Linked DNA regions of Oryctolagus cuniculus: region 1 is linked to region 2. The links are chromatin contacts, called in public Micro-C maps. All regions are on one chromosome and are shown on one strand. The core of a region is the stretch at or near the end of the contact, and the rest is flanking DNA. Distances in the headings are between cores, read along the strand shown.

Region 1 (4,267 bases), core at 200-2,699, 33 kb after region 2:
GGGCGGAAACAGCGAGCGACCGTCCCGCGGGGTGCGGGCCGCGGCCAGGGCAAAGGCCGGCGGGGCACGCAGGGCGCCGAGCAGGAGGCGCAGGGGCTTGGGAACCGAACCCTGGGGGAGGAGAGCACGAGGGGCCCCCAGGGCTCCGAAGGCAGGGAGGACAGGAACCCCAGAGCAACCTGTGGGCAAACTGCGCGCATGACAGCTGGGAAACACGGAAGCGACACGGGCAGCGCCAGGAGCCGGGGAGCTCCCGGGGAAAAGACGGGAAAGTGATGAGCAAAGAGTAGGCGAGCGATCCGGAAAGGGGATGAGGGTGGAGCTGGTGGGCTGCGGGCAACAGCGAGCACGCGGGGCTGAGGACGAAGCGGGGCGGACACAGCTGGGCAGCCGCAAGCGGACAGGGCTCGCGGCGAACACCCTCCCGGGCGAGGACCCTGCGGGTCGTCAGCAGGGACCGGGAGAGCCGGCGCGGGCGGAGGGAGAGGTGGCCGACGATCTGTGGCCAGGCGCGGGGTGCTGCTCGAAGCGTGGGTGGAAGAAGACCAGAGAGGGCCCAGAGAGAAAAAGGGAAGAGAGGGGAAGCTGAGGAGGTTAACACGGAAGAGCGCAGGAGGGCGGCGAGGGGCGGAGGGGGGTTGGCAGGGCGACAAGTGTGCAGCCTGGAGTCAGTTCAAGGTGGGTCCCGGGTCAGGACTCGGAAGGGGGATGTGCAGGGCCGGATGACAGGGCAGCCGGGGCACGAGGAGAGCAGAGGAGGGAGGAGGCTCCGCAAGGTGCAGGGGCCCAGCCAGAGAATCCGGGGAGCCCTCGGGGCTCCTTACCTGCTCCGTGTCCCTCTCGTTCAGCGTGGGTAGGGGGGTCCGGGCGCTGGACATGGCGCCGGTATCTCAGGGGAGGGAACCGAGAAGCTCGGAGTAAGGGAGGGAAGGGAAGGCGCGGAGCCCGGCCGGGCGGGGCTTCTCACAGCAGGAGCGCCCGCCGCATGGGCCCCGGCCGGGGGTGCGGGGAGGCCGGGCAGCCGCTCACGCCAGCCCGGGGATGCGCCGCTCGGGCTAGGCCGCGCCGGCTCCGAGCGGCTCCGGACCGCACCCCCCCGACCCCCGGCTGGGCTGTGCCGCCTTTCGGCCGGGCTGCGCCGCTCCGCCTACTCTCTGCCGCCGCAGCCGGCCGCCTGCCTCGCTCCTCCCCTGCCCTCAGCGGCACTGCTCCGCGCCCGGCACACAGGCAGCCGCCGCCGGACCTGCTGCTCCCAACATGGCCGCCACCACCGCCGGCCCTCGGCTCTTTCCGCCGGCGGCAGCCGGAAACATCCGAAGCGCTTAGGAACGGGAGGGGGGCGCGCCTTCTCCTCTCGGCCGGGGTCTACGGGTCAATTCCGGAAACAGCCGAAGAAGGTAATCCCCGGAGACGCGCGCACCTCCTCGATTCCGAAGACCGAGCTTCGGCTCTGTTTACGGAAATCTACGAAGCGGCTCCGGGCCCTCCTGAGCCGCCCAAGCCACGCCCACCGCCCTTTCCCCGCCCACGTCAAGCCGGCTTTCGGCAGTTTCCGGAAACACCCGAAGAGGCTCCGCGTGCGGAGCCGGCCACGCCCCCGTCCTGCTGAGCGGCCGAGGGCGGCAGTCGGCCATTTCCGGCAACACCCGAAGCCCGCCGAGTCCGCGGTCATTTCCCCCCCGGGGTTCCCAGAGCCTGGCTCTTCGTTTCTTTCCGTCAGTTTTCGGGTATTTTCAAACCTTGGACGGGACGCGTGGGTCCCCGTGCGTGTTGTTATTTGACTAAAAAGAGGACGAGGCTGTTAGCCATCCATCCCTGTGGCCGGTGTACTTTGGACCTGGAGCAGCTTCCTGCTGCGTGTCTGTTCGTCCCCCTGTCGGTTATCTCATAAAATCCATCTTCTGTTTATCCCGCACCACAGGCCGTCAACATGTGTCACCTGACAAACGCAACGTCAGTCTATTACCTACCTGCCTCCCGCCCACCACCTGCCACGGGCTCTCCTGTCTGTGAATGGCCGCACCTGGTCCGCAGGTCGGCAAGGGACCAGGTCAGCGTCCGACACACTCCGCTGCGGGAACGCCCAGGGCCTGCCTTGCAGCCCCAGCTCTGCGATCCTGGGAAACCCACCTGCCATCTCTGAGCTTAGGCTCCTGTCCCCTCCACCGAACGGATTTATCCCAGAGATGACTTTAAGTGCCCCTGCCAGGTAAGGCAGGAGAGATCGTCTCATCTTTTTTTCTTTTAAAAAACAATGCACCTTTTCTAGCGGTAAGGTCGACGTGGGACGCCCGCATCCCGTCCCTGACTGGCCGGGCTCAAGCCCCCGCTACTCTGCTTCCAATCCAGCTTCCTCCTCATCCACACCCTGGGAGGCAGCAAGTGATGGCTCAAACACCTGTGTCCCTGCCACCCACATGGGAGACCCCAGGATTGAGTTCCGGACTCCAGGCTTCTGACTGGCCTAGCCCTGGCTGTTGTAGGGATTCTCCTCCGTCTCTCTGCCTTTGAAATAAAATGAAATTTTAAAAAATAAACATAGCATGCATTCCCACGTGGGAGACCCAGAAGCAGCTCTGGACTCCTGGCTTCGGCCCTGGCCCAGCCCTGGCAGTTGCAAACATCTGGGGAGGGAACCAGCAGATGGAAGATCAATCTCTCTTTCTCTCTCTCTCTGTAACTCTCCCTTTCAAATAAATAATGAAATATTTTTTAAAAAGTGTGCATTTTCCATGAGCTTTTATTCACTTATTTGAGCGGCTAGGTGTAGGAGTTGGGAAGGGCCTTCATCCACTAAGACTTACTTGCCCATAGTCTACAACGGCCCAGTCAGGCTGAAGCTGGGAGTTGGGAACTCCATCCAGATCTCCGATGTGGGTGGCGTGGGTGGAGGAGACCCCGGTACCTGAGCCATGGCGGCTGCCTCCCCAGGTCTACATTAGCAGGAAGCTGGAGTTAGGAGCAGGACCTGGGCACTGGACCCCGATGCCCACTCCGATACGGAACCCAGGTGTCACGGCTGGCATCTTCCATGCTAGCCTAAACGCGTGCCCCAGGCCTTCCCTTCATTCCCACGTCACTGTATCTAAGACAAAGAAACTGGGGGGAAAGGGAGAGGACCCCGCTGAAAATGACAGTTCTCCCGGATGAGTGACACAGAGAACAGGCCTGTACAGAAGTAGCTTTTCTTCCTTCCTGTGGGCCTCAGTCTCCCCATCCGTAGAGTGGGGTCGCTGGATTCACGAGCCCCTGACTCAAACAGGAAGTCCGTGTAGTAACCTCCGTGCACTTTTACTTCCTCCTCGACTGTCTCACCCAGGAGATGCAGCAGCCCGGGCTCATCTCTCCAGCTCCAAGCCGTCCCCACTCATGGCACCCGGGACGTGTTGGAATTTGCCTCTCTCCTGCCCCAGGGCTCAACGGCGGCTCAAAGTGGGCAGCAGCCAGAGGCCCCCTAGGAGCGAGATCAGGCTTAGGCAAGAGGTCCCAGCGGTTATGGGCAAAGTGCTGCCTGGACCTCTGGCCCTTGACTTCCAGCTCGCAGCTGGTGGTGCCAATCAGAGAAGCAGAGAGGCCTGTGGAAGTCTCCCTAAGGCCACAGGTGCCACCTGCAGTCTTAGGATGCTGCCAGGACTCCAGGCATCTTTGCAGGGCACAGCCCGGCTCCATTCAGGCCCCAAACCACTGAGAAAGACGTTGGTGAACGCGCACCTGAGGAGGAAAAGAGGAAGAGGACCCACCAGGCATGCCACTTCCCCCTGCCCCAAATTCAGCCCCCAAAAAATCTACGAGAACCATCTGCCCTCTGGTGGCCAAAGGGAGACACAGTGCTGCTTCCTGGGCCTGCCAGTCTCTTAAGACTGGAAAGGCAGGGGAGGGGATTGGAGAGCAAAGGAGGGGGGCGTTCAGAGCCTCCCCTGGCCTGTGCTGTCCTGTAGTAAACTCTTCCTCCCGTGTGCTCCCTACTCCTCTCTCCCTGGGTCTTCTGCTCTTCGGCTCCCACCCGCCTCGTCCTCACCAGCTCTGCACAAAGCTGCCTAACCAGTCTCCCTGCCCAGACTCCCTCCAACCCATCCCGCCCGAATAACCTTCCTGAGGTCCACCTCCAGTTACACCCACGCCCTGCTAGAAGGCCACGGCTGCTCCCCTGTGGGCCACAGGCGAGGCTGCCCTCTTGGGCCTGTGACCTGCATGGGCAGAGTCCTGCGCCAAGAAGGGCCTCCGTTCAGTTTAAGGCTCTGCCGTCACCGCCTTGAAGTTTCTTCTT
Region 2 (4,186 bases), core at 559-3,058:
TGCCGACGCTGGCTACCCCATGAAGAGGTAGCCAAGCTCATGTGCGCTGGCCGACATGTTTATGGGCAAGATGATTAAAACAACCTGCCAGGGGAGGGGAGGAGGGCAGACCCTGTGTACGGGGCAAGCCCAGCACAGAGGCCTCCCCCCAAGAAATCTTTTGCTCAAATATGAAGCAGAAATCTCTCACTAAATGCCAAACCAGCTAACCATGCCAAACACCACGATGATCAAATGACCTTGAAGCACTGCTCGATTTTTCCAATATTCTTTGTAGGAAAGGTTAGTGTTTTGTTTTGGTGGTGTGTGTGTGTGTGTGTGTGTGTGACTAGGAGGATGGGTGACACAGGGCCCTGAAGAGCTCCACATTAACTAACACCCAGGCAAAGCCTTTCCAGCCTACCAAGAAATATGTGTATACGGACACCTGGATAAGCTTCTAGATCTTAGATGCCCAGACCCCCAGCCAGAAGCCAAATTGTTACAAGCAGAATTTCCTGTGGCCACTTCTTGCCTGTCAGAACTGGGAGGGAGAGAACTCTACCATTAAGTCTAGCTCCAGGGCAGAAAGGACCAGGGAGCCTGGAGACCAGGTCAGGGCCATCTAACCAGCAGGTCAAGCTGACGATGGCAGTCGCTAGTCACTAGGAACGAACAGGGCAAGGCAGGCAGCACCTGAGCCCTTGGCTCCAGGCAGGCTGAGCTGCAGAAGTTACCTAGCTGTGCTGAAGCTGGCCTTGGGCTCGGTGAAATCAGACTTTCTCCCCTCTCTCTGCAAAACCATTTGTCACAGCCCCCACTCAGCACGCTCGGCTGCTACCTGCTGGGAGGCACCCAAGTCTCAGCAGCAGCGAGGGGGTGTTTCCCCTTGGGTGCTGCCTGGATGCCTGGTGAGACTGGCAGAAGGATAAGGCGGAACCCCTTCTCCAGGCAGCCCACGCTGGCTGTGCAACAGCGGCTGGAGACCTGTGCTCCCCCCTCAACACCCCTTCCCAGCTAAGGAGCAGCCATCACCCTCTTAACCTCCACCCAGTCAACAGGCCCAGGGGTTGAAGGTAGTAAGGGAGGGTGAAAAGAGATGGTGTACTGGAAGGGATCCCAAGAATAAACCCAAACCGCCCTCCCACCCGCACCCAGCTCTTCTGAAGAGCAGGGCTGTTTAGAAGCACTTGTCATCTCCCAGCGCGTTGGAGAACAGGGAGGCCTGGGGCAGACCTGGCCGGCACCTGGCCAGGTCACTATCTCCCCTCAGGAGCCCTGGTCTCCACCACCACCAGAAAGACAGCGCACCTGCCAGCGGGCGGCATCTGCCAGCGCTCACATACTCACGCACCCACTAATCTTCCTCCAGACCACTGCCGTCACGCGGGGCTGTGAGGGGGCTCAGTCTCGCTCTGAGCTGGTCACTCCAGTTCGCTTGGCAGCGAGGGGGTGGCAGGAGAAGGAGGGAGGGAGATTATGATTCTGTACTTTCAAGTCCCGCCCCTGAAGTCAGGGAGGGAAGCAGCTGGCTTCCCGCTGCCAGAGCTCAGATCCGGGCACTACAGAACCAGCTGCATCAGGAGAACTGCGGGAACGTGCACACCAAACAAACTGGCAGAAGCAGGGGCAACCAGCCAGGCTACAGGTGGGCTGGTCTACAGCCAAGAACGCGGAATGGTCTTCCTATCACAAGTGGAACCAAGTTGGAGGTGGGCAGCTTACGGTCTCGGGAAGAGGCAGGACTGGCACAGGAACAAGACTCCTTGGCTGGGGGAGAGGGGACAGCCGAGGTGACAGCGGGGGAGTGCTGTCCAGGAGGCCCCATTCCAGCCTCACATTAAGCTAAGCTCTGGCCACTCCAAACACTTGTGCATGGGCTGCCAGAGAGGCACACAGGGGCACTCTCACTAGCTGTGTTGTGCAACCTGGTCTTGTCGAGGGCATGCAGGAGCCACAGAGGACAACCCGCCCACAGGAGGGGCGCTCCTCCCTTTCCTGTGCATAGCCCAAGGCAGCCACGAAGAGGTGCTGTTGAGCAGCAGAACCACGCGTCAGGAGTGGCAGGAGGGATGGTCACTTCCTCTTCCTCACCAACTGCTACCATCAGCCTCTACAGGCGGCCTCTAGGAGCCTGCAGAACCTGGGGTGGGGGCAGTGGGGACAGCAGCTACAGTCTGTGACTCATTCCCTGAGGAAAGAGAAAGCGATCTTCACCCCCGGGGTCGGAGCAGGCACCATGTCCTGGACTAGCCCTGCTGCAAACCGAAAGCCAGAATCCCTGTCCAGGACCGAAACCTCGGCCAGCCCACTCTGCACCCGCACCTGCACACAGAAAAACCTGTCCCTTTCACGCCACAGCACAGCATATGGCAGGGAGCACCCACAGTCCTCTCAACAGGGCACCCAGCACTGGGAACAGGAAGCAATGGTGTTTCACATTCAGAGCATGACTTAAAAAAAACAACTCACTCTATAGATAGGTATCAATTGTGTGTGTATGTGTGTTATGCATACCTATGACACACAAACAACGGATCTCCCTTGCACTGTGTGTATGCACCTCTAAGACCCACATGGGATTGGGATTTCCCTCCAACGGCACTCACTGGCTGGCTCCTTGCCCTCGCCCTCCTCCCTTCCTAGAATCTCCCCCTGTCTTCAGATGCAGCATGTCCTCCCCAGCCTCCAGGTCTCTGCGAGGGTTTCCCACTGCCTGGGGCAGTGCCCTCCTCCCCCGAGCCTCCGCTGCACAGCACTTCCTCCAGGCAGCCTGCTGGTCCCTCCGGCATGCTCCAGCTCAGCCCTTCTTTTACCAGGACTGAGTGGCAAATTTCCTTCTCAGCTCTTGTTGGCCATGACAAGAGCAAGCGCAGTCTGAGGGTCTTTTCCACGACTAAGTCACTTCTGTGTCCTCAGCGCCTGGTGCCTAGCAGCTCTCCAGAAGTCACAGGGAGAGTCAGGGTCATCCTGCTTTCCCGGGTGACTCCTCCCCCCATGGCTCTTAGCACAGCTCTGCTTCCACCGGGGCCAGGGTCCATTGCTGGGGACCCCTCAGCACCCCAGTGGCTGTGGTCTCTTGCAGGGTTTCAGAGCTCCTCTCCAGTGGGTGGAGCAGGGCCTGCTGCCCTTCCTCGTGTCCTTTCCCATGGAGGCATAGGCTGCCCTCCACAGCCCTCTAAGCAGGACTGCCTCTGAAGTGGAAGCAATGGGGGTGTAGCAAAGGGCCCAAGAGAGACCTATTTGAGACCCAGCTCTGCCCAAACAAGTTATATAACTTTGAGCAAGTCATTTACTCTCTAGGGATCCATGCTTCCACGCTTGCAAAATTAGGGGTCAGAGAAGAGCTTGGAGAGGGGGGTCTGTCCCACGTGGATGTGAAAGCTCTCATCGCCTCTGTACTAACAGGCCTTCCAGCCCCGTCCCTGAGACCACAGCAGGAAGTGGGCATGGACTGCATGTCCTGAAGCCCACTTCCTGACCTTGGCTTACGTCAAGTCAACCGGCCTGTAAGTAAACCTCACTTAACATGCCTCATGCCTTGAACACCAGGCCCACACACTGGAAAGTCGCTTATGCCTAGCGCTGAAAAAATTAAAGGTAACCTAGGTGACAGCTCCAGAAATTAAGGTACTAAACATCAGCACTCCTTAGTAACATTACAAACCTGAACTTGGGGTGCCCTAGGGAAGGATCCTGTTCGTCCCTAAACCTCATTTACCTACCACCACAAGCACCTCACCCCTTCCAGCCTCTACAGACCAAAATGTAGCAATAAGATATACACCACGACACAACCCATCTCCAGCAGGCCCCAGGAATCTGCAGGTGTAGGTGCAGCCACTGGTGGGACTGGCGGCACACCTAGTACCTTGCACCTGCCCCCACTCACACCCTGATTCCCACAGCAGTTGGTCTGGTCTGTGAGCTGCCCACCTACCTGCCTGCCTGCCTGCCATGGGCAAGTAATCTGTCAGGAGAAACTGACTTGGCAAAGCCCAGCAAGCTGCAGTTTCAGTCTCCCTGCCCCGAGTGGGGGCAGGGGGAACACGTACAAGCAACCAGTCTAACAGGTCTGCATTTCCACCGCCCTGCACAGCTGGTGCCTTCTTCACGGGTTCAAACAGGAGACTGAAAAGTCAGATGGAGCTCTCAAACTCTAGGCCACAAAGATCAGGCAATCAGGAAGAAAGGAGAAAATGTCATC

What was found. A called contact is a pair of places that touch in the nucleus more often than the background predicts.
Region 1: a contact with region 2 is called in a Micro-C map of ear pinna, with 2.0 times the contacts expected there. The contact joins the promoter of MARK2 here to the enhancer-like site in region 2. A contact is called at or near these places in 2 of 6 Hi-C or Micro-C datasets (ear pinna and an unstated tissue).

The regions. Positions count from the first base shown.
Region 1 is chr1:7,362,958-7,367,224 of mOryCun1.1, forward strand. It overlaps MARK2 (microtubule affinity regulating kinase 2), which reads right to left and starts at 1,450. Exons shown (of 16, transcript XM_051833086.2): 1 at 825-1,450. The coding sequence starts at 878.
Region 2 is chr1:7,329,278-7,333,463 of mOryCun1.1, forward strand. The region is part of intron 1 of MARK2 (microtubule affinity regulating kinase 2); the gene reads right to left. Among named protein-coding and RNA genes, the nearest start is that of MARK2, 33 kb to the right of the region's middle. Within about 2 kb of position 1,809, at least 2 of the 8 cell types and tissues checked have an H3K27ac peak or open chromatin away from gene starts, as enhancers often do. A contact at or near this core is called in ear pinna, where this site is marked.